Regions from separate parts of the Bos taurus genome. Here region 2 is linked to region 1. The links are chromatin contacts, called in public Hi-C maps. All regions are on one chromosome and are shown on one strand. The core of a region is the stretch at or near the end of the contact, and the rest is flanking DNA. Distances in the headings are between cores, read along the strand shown.

What was found. A called contact is a pair of places that touch in the nucleus more often than the background predicts.
Region 2: a contact with region 1 is called in a Hi-C map of liver, with 6 times the contacts expected there. The contact joins the promoter of FRMD4B here to the enhancer-like site in region 1. A contact is called at or near these places in 2 of 11 Hi-C or Micro-C datasets (liver and skeletal muscle).

The regions. Positions count from the first base shown.
Region 1 is chr22:32,302,271-32,309,834 of ARS-UCD2.0, forward strand. It overlaps a transcript of FRMD4B not described here. Among named protein-coding and RNA genes, the nearest start is that of FRMD4B, 49 kb to the right of the region's middle. Within about 2 kb of position 4,456, at least 21 of the 102 cell types and tissues checked have an H3K27ac peak or open chromatin away from gene starts, as enhancers often do. A contact at or near this core is called in liver, where this site is marked.
Region 2 is chr22:32,351,372-32,358,935 of ARS-UCD2.0, forward strand. FRMD4B (FERM domain containing 4B) reads left to right here and starts at 3,477. Exons shown (of 13, transcript NM_001102099.2): 1 at 3,477-3,555; 2 at 5,226-5,302; 3 at 7,112-7,250. The coding sequence starts at 7,203.

The DNA.
Region 1 (7,564 bases), core at 3,206-5,705:
TCTAAGGAGGCCTTATAAGTAGCTGTGAAAAGAAGAGAAGCTACAGGAAAAGGAGAAAAGGAAAGATATACCCAATTTGAATGCAGAGCTCCAAAGAATAGCAAGGAGAGATAAGAAAGCCTTCCTCAATGATCAGTGCAAAGAAATAGAGGAAAACAATAGAATGGGAAAGACTAGAGATCTCTTCAAGAAAATTAGAGATACCAAGGGAACATTTCATGCAAAGATGGGCTCAAAATGGTATGGACCTAACAGAAGCAGAAGATATTAAGAAGAGGTGGCAAGAATACACAGAAGAACTGTACAAAAAAGATCTTCACGACCCAGATGATCACGATGGTGTGATCACTCACCTAGAGCCAGACATCCTGGAATGTGAGGTCAAGTGGGCCTTAGGAAGTATCACTACGAACAAAGCTAGTGGAGGTGATAGAATTCCAATTGAGCTATTTCAAGTCCTAAAAGATGATGCTGTAAAAGTGCTGCACTCAATATGCCAGCAAATTTGGAAACCTCAGCAGTAGCCAGAGGACTAGAAAAGATCAGTTTTCACTCCAATCCCAAAGAAAGGCAATGCCAAAGAATGCTCAGGCTACCACACGATTGCACTCATCTCACACACTACTAAAGTAATGCTCAAAATTCTCCAAGGCTTCAACAATATGTGAACCATGAACTTCCTGATGTTCAAGCTGGTTTTAGCAAAGACAGAGGAACCAGAGATAACATCCGCTGGATCATCAAAAAGGCAAGAGGGTTCCAGAAAAACATCTATTTCTGCTTTATTGACTATGCCAAAGTCTTTGACTGTGTGGATGACAACAAACTGTGGAAAATTCTAAAAGAGATGGGAATACCAGACCACCTTACCTGCCTCTTGAGAAATCTGTTTGCAGGTCAGGAAGCAACAGTTAGAACTGGACATGGAACAACAGACTGGTTCCAAATAGGAAAAGGAGTATGTCAAGGCTGTATATTGTCACCCTGCATATTTAACTTATATGCAGAGTACATCATGAGAAATGCTGGGCTGGATGAAACACAAGCTGGAATCAAGATTGCCAGGAGAAATATCAATAACCTCAGATATGCAGGTGACATCACCCTATGGCAGAAAGTGAAGAAGAACTAAAGAGCCTCTTGATGAAAGTGAAAGAGGAGAGTGAAAAAGTTGGCTTAAAACTCAACATTCAGAAACTAAGATCATGACATCTGGTCGCGTCACTTCATGGCAAATAGATGGGGAAACAGTGTCAGACTTTATTTTTTGGGGCTCCAAAATCACTGCAGATGGTGATTACAGCCATGAAATTAAAAGACGTTTACTCCTTAGAAGTATCATGCGAGTGTATGTTCCTCAGCTCTTTGTCTCATCACAACAAAGATTTGGAGTGATGGACATTAAAGCCCCCTCGGCGTGTCAGAGCTTTTGGGTCTTGGATAGACCGTGTTATAGCTCTCAGGTCTCAAAAGGACCATGTTATAGCTCTTAGACAAATCAGTGTTACAGCTCAGTGTTACAGCTCTATTTTATTTAGAAGATAGCAGGAAAATCCATCTTCGAGGTGTGAGGGCACATCGATCTAAAGACATGAGGAGAAGAGCGCCCCAGCGCGCGTGCGAGAGAGAGAGAGAAAGAGAAAGAAAGAGAGAAAGAGTTAGCTTTGGCTCCTCTATATGTTTATGTCTCCCTGGGCCTGTCCTATGTAAATTGGGCCAGTCAGGAGTGCTGTTTGTTTTACCGGAGGTCCTCACTCGGGTCCTCGGACCTTCTTTTGTTCTGTTTTCGCGGGCTTTTCCCTTCCTTGTCTTTTAGCCACCGCCATTTTGGACTCCTTTTTCCTATTTTTACCTACCTAACAGAAGGAAAGTTATGACCAACCTAGACAGCATATTAAAAGGCAGAGACATTACTTTGCCAACAAAGCTCCATCTCGTCAAGGCTGTGGTTTTTCCAGTAGTCATGTATGGATGTGAGAGTTGGGCTATAAAGAAAGCTGAGTGCCAAAGAATTGATGCTTTTGAACTGTGGTGTTGAAAAAGACTCTTGAGAGTCCCTTGGACTGCAAGGACCTCCAACCAGTCCATCCTAAAGGAGATCAGTCCTGAGTGTTCATTTGAAGGACTGATGTTGAAGCTGAAACTCCAATACTTTGGCCACCTCATGCAAAGAGCTGACTTATTGCAAAAGACCCTGATGCTGAGAAAGATTGAACGTGGGAGGAGAAGGGGACGACAGAGGATGAGATGGTTGGATGGCATCACTGACTCAATGGACATGAGTTTGGGTAAACTCTGGGAGTTGGTGATGGACAGGGAGGCCTGGTGTGCTGCAGTCCATGGGGTCACAAAGAGTTGGAGACGACTGAGCGACTGAACTGAACTGAACTGTAGGTGAAAAAATCCACAGGTGAGGTTCGTATTTGCTTCCCTATTCCTCTAGAGCTGTCCCAGCCTGGTACTTTTCATACCTCAGCTCCTCATTTCAGCATTTTTAATATTTAATGACTCTTCTAAGTTAGAGAAATATTTGGCAGCTTCCTTAAAAGTATCTGTTTGAGGTCTTTTTATCTGCTGGACTTCCATTTACTAAATTGAAAAGTTGGTGTGTAAAATACTGTTCAAATGACTCATCTAAGATTCTGATGAAGCACAGGGGTCACAGGGTGGCAGAGGAGTTGGCAGTAATTTTCAATATATTTTATTCATCTTTAGTTTAGTTGCTTTTTTTTTTTTTTTTTTAATATTTGAACTAACATACTTGATCTCCTCTCCAATTTTAAGACAAATTTAACTTAACGAGGTCAGGTCTAATTTCAAACTCCACAAAGATGTTTTTTAGCCACCACCCCCCCTCCCAACCCCGGCCCGAAGCTCTCCTCCCTCTGCATGAGTTTCTTTTTCTTTGAAGAGAAGGGATTCAGCCTTTCTAAAATTTAAATCTTGATCAGCGCCTTCCTCACCTGTTGGATTAACTGCTTCATCATCTTTCACCAGATTAGAAAACCACTGTCTCTTGCCTGAAAGACAGAGGGCAATTGATTTCTGCAATCAACCTGGCTTCTTTGATTTTATAATCTGTTTCTAGAGATTATAGGCGAGCTTTGAATTCCAAGGCTCTGGGCCTGTCAGCTTTTGAAGCAAAAAACTTTGAAGCAGATCCTCTGCCTCAGGTTTCAGAAGGAATACTTAGATGTTGGAAAATGAAGTTAATTTGTTTTCATTCTGTAATAAAAGGGAAACACAGATAATTATCACTGCTGACATTGTAACATCCCTGATTTGGGGGCTGTATATTTTTATTTTATGAGTTCTAAAAGAATTGTTGTTACTAGTTTTTGTTTTTTGGGTTTTTTTTTTTTTTTTTCTTTTTTTTGAGAAGCCCAGTCAAGTCATTTGGAAACTTGAGAGAGAAGCATAAACCTTCCAGAAATTCTCACTGAGCTAACTGCTCCTATAAACCTACCTAATGTGCATTTACTTTAAAACTACTAAATTACTTACCACTGATACACTTGGTGTAATTACAAAACTCTTCAGCCCAGATTCAACAGGTAGAAAGGAGAAAGAAAATGTGCAGGGCAATTTGCAGACCTGTGTTCTTAAACACTATGCAGTCTGAGTACTAATTATACAGGATTTACACAAGGAGAGGGTTATATGGAATTGTTTTAGCATGTGGTAATGCTTATAAGCTAGCATCTTACCCCAAAAAATTGTTTTTTAAATAATGACCCTAGTCTACTACTCAGTGTTGAATTTATCATACAATGCAATAATGGTATTTACTTATGTCATCACATTTAACAAAATAAATGAAGGTATATGTGAGTATTATTGATAGAGGCAGTCCCCCATCCCTTGCTCCCCCCCCCCACACACACACACTTGTGTATCCCTTCCTGAGTAAGTATTCCTGTCAAACTCCTATTCTTCTTTGGGATCTTAAAAAATAAAATACTGGAAAAAGGATAAATTAGGATTCATCAAACTTCAATATAAAGCAACAGAATTTTGGCCTTTTAAGCATTTGCTGTAACTGGTTCTTAAGGCTTTACATTTTCTCTATAAAACTATAAATATTAATTCAAGAGTCTCATTGACACAGAAGTGGAACTTACATTTTTTATAATATTTGCATTGTGTATGTATACCAAAATAATTGCTATGATGCAGGAAAACACTAAACAAACTAAGAAAATCGGAGCGTAAAAATGAACTTAGATAAAAATTATTCATGCATTTAGAGTCTGTCTGAATTTTCAGTCATGTGTGTTCCTTCCAGAATACTGCTCTCAAAACACAATTTCCCACAGCTAATTAAAGCGCACACTCTCTCTTTTACACACACACACACACACACACACACCCTGTGGCTTCCCCTTAACCCTGGATGTGTCTCTCCACGCCCCCCCTCCCTTTCCTCCGGAATGGTATGATCTGCATTTGATCGTAAACTGGAGGTGCCAAGCTGTGACAGCTTCCCAAACTCCACAGCCATTTGCTACGACCTAGGGCAGCCTGTATTCAGTGATGCTTTCCTTTTCCTCCGACAGGGGCAAATCGAAGTAGACAGCGAAACTATCTTCAGGTTAGCGGCACTCATTCTACAGGTAAGAACTGACAAACCGCTTTTTACTTGCTTGTTTTGTGTATTGGGTTTTGTGAACTGCCTGAAATTCGGAGACTTTTGCATGGGCCAGTAGCTGATGTTCTAAAGTCGCCTGGTTGTTTGCCAGAATAAGATGTGAGCCACCGTTTTCTGTTTTCGTGTGGTTTAAATGATGAGGGAGAATGTGGCATTGTGTGTCTCAGAAGAAAATGAAATTTAGACTTCACTGAGGAAGGAGCGTTAAGACCATATTCCTGGCAAAGAGCTCTGGGTGACTTGAATTTGGGAGGTGGCAGTTGTCACAACAGCTGTAATCTGCATTTAAATTTAGTAACTTTTGTATACTTTTTCTTGAGGTTGAGTTAAAGAGCCCTTTAATTCTTAAAGCCATGCATAGTAGAAAAACAGTGGGTTCTATGCTGGTTTAAAAAAAGAAAGTAAATGGCATGTGTTGGTTTATCTGTGTAATGATTTAAAAGGTCTGCATCCAGACTAAAAAGTGTGCTGCTCTGGTAGACAAGCATTTATCACGTGATCTTCAAAACTTAAAAGGAGAAATAATCATTTATGTGTTTTCAGATAGATTTGTCTTGTCTGTTAAAAACAAGAAAAATTAATGAGTAATAGCAATGTCCTAAATGCCACATTTTTCTCCAGTGTGGTAGATAGGGAAAATGTTCCTTGAGGAAAAAAAAAATTCGAAACAAAACTCGGGCATTTTAAGAGTAGAGAATGATCAAGAGTAAAAATTCTTTTAGCTTGATTAACATCAGTACAAACTGATCATCTTTTTTTTTTTTAGGAAGCCAAAGGGGATTACACCAGGTATGGTTCCTTTTCTGATATAACTATGCAGAATAACTCACTGAATCTTTTAATGCTATTTTAAATAACAATGGATGCAAAATCAAAAGAAAGTAGATCCCTAGGCGAGAGACGGAGGTCTCTTTCCTCTTCAAATAGAAACCTATTCTTTTGTGAATGAATCCAGGCAATGAAGCTTTCCAAGCTGGAGTGACAGAACTTGTTCTCAGAAATGCTCCAAAGTTCTATTTTCTGTCATCTGTTAGCAAATGAAAAAATCTATAAAAAGCTTGGGTAACCCATTCTGATTTTTTAAACTTATACTAATCCTGTGTTTGAAGAGATATACTATAAGCACAAAAAGATTAAATCCATCAGCTGCTTAGTTAAGGGATTAATAGGGGCTTTCTTTTTGCAGCTGCCCTGAAGGGGCCTCATCCTTCATACACTTGACCTAACAGTTGTATTGTTGCCACCGAGACACTTACTGGTCCTAACTGCCTAACTGGCCAAATCATCAGAGAGTGTTTATATTTGAATTCACCCTCCTCTGTCGTCTCCAGTCTGTTCTTTTCATGCAATAGTTGCCCTTGGAGTAGTAGAAAGGGTTAAAGGTGGAGGCCAGGCCTCTGATTCGAAACAGCTCACAGGCTGACGACTGGCTGAAAGCCTCGCCTCTACCGTGTTAATGTTCCACTCCGGGTAAACTTTACCAGTAGATTATTTACAGATCAACTAGTATTCATTCCCCGCCAAGTCTTTGACTAGTGTGCTCCTTAACAGACTGATAACCAGATCATGCCTTCCAGGCTTGAAAACTTGCAGTCTCAGAGTCATGCTTCACTTCAGAAACTCGTGCACTTTCCACATCTGCCCATTTAATTTGGTAGAATGACTGAGGCATCCACTTAACATGCCACGATCCACTCACCGCATTCTCTTTTCAGCTCTGTTCTGTGATTAAAAAAAAATTTTAGGTTAGTGAATAAGCTTTGAAGGAATCATAAAAATTACTGAAAGTGCAAGTCACTCAGTCAAGTCCGACTCTGTATAGTCCGTGGAGTTCTCCAGGCCAAAATACTGGACTGGGTAGCTTTTCCCTTCTCCAGGGGATCTTCCCAACCCAGGGATTGAACCAAGTTCTGCATTGCAAGTGAATTCTTTACCAGCTGAGCCACAAGGGAAGGCCAAGAATACTGGAGTGGGTAGCCTATTCCTTCTCCAACAAATCTTCCCTGATAGCTTCTTTGATAATTTTTTCTAATTAAAAGAAAATGTCAAGGCATTAAAAAGAAGATAAATTAGTCTCTAGGTCGTTAACATCAAGAGCAGCCGTGTTCTCCACTCTTGTCTTCCCTGGAGGAGCCATATTTCCTAGGAAGATCAGATATGCAAGGAATTCCTTCGCTAGGGGCTGAGTCTGAAGTTGATTTATAAATGAAGGCTTTCAGGGCCAACAACTCAGACTCCACTGTCTGTGCACTGCTAACCCTTCCTCCCCCACTTTCTCCTGGTCAAGCATGTGATGGACACCCTCTGAGCCTCATTTCCCCATCAAGATAATGGCACCTCCTTCACAGGTCTGTTGTGAGATTAACTGTATGGAAACATTGCCCAGAGCGGTATCTGGCATGCAGCAAGCTCTCTATACACTTTGGCTGTTATTATTAGCTATTTAAGTATCATTATTTCCCTCTTCATTATCATCATCCTGTCCCATCTCTTGGCAACCTCTGAAGAGCTTTTTGGGACCTACACAGGTATGAAGAAGCTGTAATCACATGGCAGGGGAAAGAATGAAAGAGAAAAAGATTGATTCCGCAAACCTCCTTTAGGGAAAATGGCTTGCCTGAGGCAGAAGAAGTCTTAAAAAGAACTGTACTTGGGTAGCCCAGACCTTTTAGCCCTAAGATGTCAAGTTTGGAGAGTTAGTCTGGCCAAACCCAAGTTAATCGTTTTCTTTAATTTCAGTGTGTTCCTGGTGCTTTCCTGAGTGATTACTAAAGAAATGGTGGACAGTGTCTTGAAATTGTCTAAACCATGCTGAGTAGTAGAAGGAGCTTGGAACTGGGAATCATGAAACCAGCACCGTGAAATTGAATGAGCCCTGTGCTCATTCTCAGCCTCCATTTCCTCATCTGTAAATTG
Region 2 (7,564 bases), core at 2,227-4,726, 48 kb after region 1:
CTACTTAAGTATGTGACTTCTGGTTTCTTAAAAGTCCTTCTGCTTTTCCTTATAGTCTTTTTTTCTAAAGTTTGTGATCTCAGATATTTAGGAATCACTGTGATTGTAGGATAGGAAGGGGAAAGGTGATTTCTTCCAGTTCTTTGAGTCTATAATGGTGGGGTCTAACTAAATATGAATTATAGATTTCAACAAAATGCCTTAATTATTCAACCCGTGCATCTCATTAAAGCGTAATTGTTGTTTAGTTGCTTGGTTATTTCTGACTCTCTGCAACCCCATGGTCTGTAGCCCACCAGGCTCCTCTGTCCGTGGGATTTCCCAGGCAAGAATACTGGAGTGGGTTGCCATTTCCTTCTCCAGGGGATCTTCCTGACCCAGGGATCAAACCCAAGTCTCCTGAATTGGCAGGCAGATTCTTTACCGCTGAGCCTCCAGGGAAGCCCCAAAGTGTAATAGTGTGTGGCAATTATTCTAAAACTGTCAACTTCCTTTACATCTAAGGATAAAGGGAATAGATTCTGACTATGATTTTATATACACGTTCACTTTTAAAATGGGATTTGATTCAGCTTTGGTTTTCTGTGTCACTTATTACATCTTTGACACTTTGTTTTTCTAAGACAAGGTGATTTGTAACCTAAGGAAACATTCTTTTCCTATTGTAGTTTTTTTAAATTATCTCTTTGCTACTATCACTGTTCTCATTGCTCCTCTTTGACTTTTTCAGTTGTATCTCTATTTATTTTGTAATCTCAAAGTTAATCCTAGCTATTATTTCATCTCTTGCTATCTTCTTCCTTGTTTTGATGCTAAAGGGCACAACTAATCATTCTATATGAGCATAGAGTAGACTCTTCAAAACTGTCACCCACCAGGCTCCTCTGTCTATGGAATTTTCCCGGCAAGATTACTGGAATGGGTTTCCATTTCTTCAGGGGATCTTCCCAACCCAGGACTCAAACCTGCATCTCTTTCATCTCCTTTTTTGGCAGGTGGATTCTTTACCACTGCATCACCTGGGAAGCCCAGAACGAAGTCTGGAAGACCTAATTTATAGTTTTATTGTCACCATACAAGGATTTCCTTTCGTCACTAACACCATGAATTCTAAACAGAACACAATTTCAAATTCAACCCTATTAGTGAGTGCCACATAAACAACAGTAAATACTAATTAATGATTGTCATTAGGCTGGTTTAACAATCGCTTTAGGAAACAGTCCAGTTTCATGCTCTTAACTCTGTGTGGCAAAGCAAATACAATTCTTCTCTCACCCTCACCCCCCTGCAAATCTCCAAGAGTGGGAATTTTGTTTTGGCAAAAAAAAAAAAAAAATTCTATTTTAATATGAAAATTACAAATTTTCTCTATACATATACATGCATAAAATATATATAGTGGTGTTTGTGGTTTAGTTGCTAAGTCGTGTCCAACTCTTGTGACCCCGTGGATTGTAGCCTGCCAGGCTCCTCTGTTCACAGGATTCTCCAAGCAAGAATACTGGAGTGGGTTGCCATTTCCTTCTCCAGGGGATCATCCCGACCCAGGAATTGAACCTAGGTCTGCCTGCGTGGCAGGCAGATTTCTTTTCCGACTGAGCTATGAGGGAAGATTCAATATATATAGTAGCCTTGTTCTATCCTGTAAGACAGCATACCCTATAATAGTGCTTCTCTGTACGGGGTCCAGTAAAGCATACTTAGCTCGTTTGTGCCTTCCTTTGAACCTTGATCTTTTTCCTTAAATGGTTTCTTGCAATTCTTCTTCATCTTTCAGGTGATTTATTTAGAGTTGTTTAGTCACTCAGTCGTGTCTGACTGTTTGCAACCCCATGGGCTGTAGCCCACCAGGCTTCTCCATTCATGGAATTTTCCAGACAGGATTACTGGAGTGGTTTATTAACATGTCAGGCCATTTCTCTCTCTCTCTCTTTTTTTCACTGCACTGTGCAGCTTGACTTGCAGGGATCTTAGTTCCCCCATCAAGGATTGAATCCCAGGCCACAGCAGTAAAAGCACCAAATCCTAACCACTAGACCACCAAGAGAAGCTTCCCTTATGACTCAGAGGTAAAGAATCTGCCTGCAATGCAGAAGACTTGGGTTTGATCCCTGGGTCAGGAAGATCCCCTGGAGAACAGAATGGCAACCCACTCCAGTATTCTTGCCTGGGAAATTTCATGGACAGAGGAGCCTGGTGGGCTACAGTCCATGGGGTCACAGAGAGTCAGACATGACTGAGCGTGCATACACTGGAGGCCACCAGGGAATTCCCCATCAGGCCATTTCTCTTAAATAGAGACCCCAGCAAGTCAGGTCAGCCTGGTGGATATCTTTCTAACGTTTTCCCCTTATCCTTCCACTGGCCTAAAATCTTGAGTGATTTTGACCAAAGAGGGACCTTGTATTTACCCTATAAGGAAAACACTGGCCTAAAGGACAGGAATGCAGATTGGGCAATTGACTGCTCGTGCCAGGTGCGTTCCTGGGCGTGTTGAATGAGTAAAGGAATCCACTTCACCTCAGCTCCACTGCCATTTTCCGAGCCTCATCCCGGCTCTCTGAGATCTAGAACTCCAAGATAGTTTAAAAGCACGATGGAAGAATGGTTTCAGAAATTTGACAAGCTAGCTTATTTCCAGCTGCCAGCTAGATCAAGTGCCACTACAGTTAGAAGTGTTTTCCTTGCTACTTCAAACAGTGATAAGAATCACACAGGTAATACATGTCTAAATTAGACGATTCCCAATGGTTAGGAAGTGGAAATCTCACTCTTGTATGAAACAGACCGACCTTTGTTCATTTTATACAAACTTCTATAATTTTTAGAAATTAAAAAAAAAAAAACAGGAATACCAAGAATGTGACAACACCTGCATAACCACTTAAACTGATGATAACAAATATTTTGTTATATTGACTTCATCTTATTTTTATTAATAAAATAAACATGACTAGTAATGCTGAAGTTTGTGGTGCCATGAACCCCTCGTACATTCTACTGTCCTGAACCGCTGTCATGAATGAAGTTTGTGCCATTCCTGTTCACTTTTATACTATTACAGGCACATATGTGAAATCACATTTTGCAAAAACTCCAGGGATCAAACTCACGCAGTGAAAGCGCCAGGTCCTAACTACTGGGCCGCCAGGGAATTCCCCCAACCCCTCTCCCCCATCACAACAACTTTTTAAGATTTAAGTTGGGGAAATGGCTTTGCCTTTCAGACTTAAAAATGCAGTCTCATTCCCATAACTTCATTTGCAAACCCAGTTGCCATCTCATTTTTTCAAATTCTTTAAAATTAGCTGAAACCTTTCACTGTTTAAGTAGGGTTTTTGCTGCAGGGGGCTGTCTGTTCTCAACGCTGGGATGTGCCGAATGGAGAGCCTTGTGTTTCACGTTTGTAAGTGATAAGAGGGGGAGGTGGCAGCTTTACAGAGATCAGGTTTCAAGTCCAGCCCTAGTTTTTATGTGTGTGGGAATGGACGCAAAGGAAAACACAGCTGAGCTGCATTGTGGCTCTTCCTGTCGAACCTGTTCACGGCCAGGGTGAGTAAACCAGGAGCAGCGTCTCCTTCGCCCAGCCTCCAGTGAAATTTGTGCCTGGATTCAAAGCAACTGACTTCCCAGGAAATACCATCTGAATCTCCCCCATACCCCGTGTGGAAAGTGCGTCTCTCTCCCGGGGAAATCTGCCAGAGAGAACTTGGCTGTCCTCTCCCAGATGGAGGAAGGAATGGAACCCGGGTGGTGTCACTTGGAGGAATTGCTGATGTCAGTAGCGTGTCAGCTGTGGGAGGCTCGGTTTGTGAAACTGAGTTACACCTAAGTGTCTTAGGAAACTCTGTGCAGAACTCACCGGAGCTGCCCGGCTGGGACAGGAGGGAGAGGGGGAGGGAGAGAGCACCTCGGAGATTCCCTTCCCCTTGGTATCTCACTTTTGGAACCTTGGGATTAAAAGACATGAAAGCCTGGAAACTACAGAAGTTTTAGGAAATCGGTATGTACCTTTAAGCTCCCACGAATTCCTCTTTCTACCTGGGCGAGGGTTATAGTTAGACGCTAGGTGCTCAGACGACAAAGCGCTGTGTTCTCAGTGGGTGATGGTTTATTTCACTGTTTGAGGTGGAGGGTCCAGTTTGAACAGGTCTGTCTCCCAGCTGTATGTGCGTGGGAACCATCAGCTTGTGCTGTTTCTTTTAGATAAGGTTGGTGAAAAGTCTTGGTTCCTGTACCCCAGGAAATGGTTTTGCTGGTGGTGCATTGCGGAGAAGTTATTTTCTTAATGATTAGAATGTTTTATGAAGATTCTTTGAACGTAAGTTAAAAATCCAGCTAAAGTCTAATAATGGAATGAAATTGCTGTGCTAGTATTTCTCTGACCAAGACTGGGGTGGAGAAGAGGAATTCCCAACTACGAAGTCAAAGTTCAAAGGACAAGCTGGGTCTCAGGCTAATGTGAAGGGTTGGGAATGAACCCAGAAAACGCAGGAGGGCCCACTCAGTTCTGTGAATGAGCTGCTTTTTACAAGTTAAATTTTCAGATGCCCATTGCTAGTAAGTTGTATTTCTCCCACCCAACTGGCAGATAACACCTGGTGCGGCATTAGAGTATCAACAGTGGGAATATGTTGATGAATTCTCTTACAAAAACTGGAAGCTTTAGCTCAGAAACCAAGAGAGCAGTGTCAGCATTCACTCCCATCCCACCGAGCCTCCAATTTCTAGCACTCAAGTTTCTGTGGCATTTAGGGGAACTCTTGTACGTGGGGAAATTATCACTGAGAATCACCCTTGCTTGGGGTTCCGTTTTACTTTCACTTTGCATTCTTTTGAAATTTAATCTGTGGTCTTATTGAAACATTCCTTTGAATCTCTTTCCATTTAAATATGAAGTCAACATCTTTGATCAGAAGGCATGTGCTTACTGGAATCTACAATTTCCTTACTCACTCTTTTATTTCGTTGAGTCAAAGGAAAAATAGTATGCATGTTCCCCACAGTTGCTTGGTTTTATTGTTCGGGAAACAGTGATAAAGTGAAGATTACTGTCAAAAGAAGGAATAAACTGGTTTCACGCTATAGTTGGTTTGTGAAAAGGCATATGCCTAATCTCAAACTTAATTCTTGATTTTTTTATTATTAAGCTGATTTCTAGACTTAGTAAAAGTTAACATTAATTAAAGCTGTGTTGCATTTTTGTTTTCTTCATTTCTTAGTTATTCCAATGGAAACAGCTGGAGAACTTATATTTCCGTGAGAAAAAGTTTGCTGTTGAAGTTCATGATCCACGGAGGTGAGAATAAAAGCCTTTTTTTCTGTACGGGTCCAATGACTAGCCACATATGCTGCTATGAATATTCATGTGCACATGTTTTCATTTCTCTTGGGTGCATACCTAGGAGTAGAATTGCTTGATCAAATCGTAACTCTCTTTGACCTTCTGAGGAACTGTCAGACTGTTTTCCAAAGCAGCTATCCCCTTTTACATCCCTACCAAAACTCTGCATGGTTTCATTTTCTCCACATCCTCTAATATTTGTTAGTTTTTCTGTGTGTGTGTGTAAATAGCCATCCTGATGGTGTGCAGTGATAACTCATACTGGTTTAGATTTGCTCACCGAGCATCTTTTCATGGACTCATCGGCCATTTGTCTACCTTTTTTAGAGAAATGTTTATTCAGATCCTTTGCTCATTTTTAAGTTTGCTATTCTTGGTCACTTAAAAAAGTTCCTAAATTATCAACATGAATTAAAGTCAAGATTGTAGGCTCTCCAAGTTCCTCAGAGGAATTCCTTATCAGCTCGCAGTGGTTGCTTTTCAGATATAAGTTTATGGATATTTGGAGGTCAGAGGGATGGAGGAAACAGCTGTGGCAAAAAGATGACCTGGAGATACAAGGCAGATTCCTACAAGGAACACTGGTGCTCTTCTCCCCGCAACCCTGCCCCCATCTTTGCTTCTCTTGCTCTGTCCTCTGACCCTCTCTCTTTTCATCCAGTACATAAGCAGTAATCTGGGCCAGTTTCAAACATGCATATTATCAGACAATATTATTATGCTCATCCTCTGATAGTGCCAAAGCCAGACAATAGCTAGATCTGAGATGCTCTCTTTCCTTGGAGGAAGGTGCTGATCCCACAGGTCATGATCTCTTGATCTTTAAAGTAACACATTTATTCTCACCTTTTTGTGATGGTTGCACATCGCACATCTGTGGTCTTTAATTTGATGTTTTTAGTACAGCCTCCAATGTGGCTAATTCTCATCTGCTATGAAATAATTTTTAATTTCTATTATTTCCAGTATCATGCTTCTGTGCAGAGTACAGAATGTTTATATTTATGTACACAAGTCTACTAGACTTAGGTTTTTCTAAAATATTATATGGTTGACATATTAATAATCATTTTCTCTTAATTACTTTAAAAATTTTCATTTTGTATTAGAGCATAATTGTTTAACAATGTTGTGTTAGTTTCATGCGTACGGCAAAGTGATTCAGTTATACATATACATGTGTCTATTCTTTTTCTAATACTCTGTCCATTTTCTCATCTGCTTTTGAAGATGTGTGTTTGTATTGTTTAATATACTGCTTTTATGAGGAGATACCCAAGTGTGATTGGCTTTCTCATAAAAAGGAGACAATCAGAGGCTTGGTCCTTGAAGGCAAGGGTGTGGCAGAGGAAAAACAATTAAGGAGATACTTTGTTACAATGTTACCCACTGGGTACATTTGATATGCTGCTGCTGCTGCTGCTGCTGCTGCTGCTAAGTCACTTCAGTCCTGTCAGACTCTGTGCGACCCCATAGATGGCAGCCCTGTGCAACCCCATAGATGGCAGCCCACCAGGCTCCCCCGTCCCTGGGATTCTCCAAGTAAGAACACTTGAGTGGGTTGCCATTTCCTTCTCCAATGCCTGAAAGTGAAAAGTGAAAGTGAAGTCGCTCAGTCGTTTCCGACTCTTAGCGACCCCATGGTCTGCAGCCTACCCGGCTCCTCTGTCCATGGGATTTTCCAGGCAAGAGTACTGGAGTGGGGTGCCATTGATGTTATGCTGGGCCAGAAACAAATCATGAGTGCTTTCCTTAATCTTTTAGGATTTCAGTATCCAGAAGAACTTTTGGGCAGAGTGGCCTCTTCGTGCAAACGTGGTATGCGAACTCCTCTCTCATCAAGTCCATCTGGGTAATGGCAATTAGTCAGCATCAGTTTTACTTGGACCGGAAGCAAAGCAAAGTAAGTAACTGAAAGTATTTCTACAAGGACAAAGTCCCATCCCTCATTTACTTTCCATTCAGAAGATAAACTTTCTTAGAAAAGATGCAACCTCATGCGTTTTTGTTTCTTGAGTCTTGTGGGTTTTTTTTTTAACTTTACTACCAGTTGTTTTAATTTTTCTTACATTTAACAGATGGGCAACCTATAGCCTGCTCTGAAAGTTGTAAGATTCGCCAACTTTTAGGCATTGTGTGAGTCTGTGCACTCATGACTTTTTTATGTTAATGATTGAACTATACCATGAGGAAGAATCATGCGTGATTAATAAAACA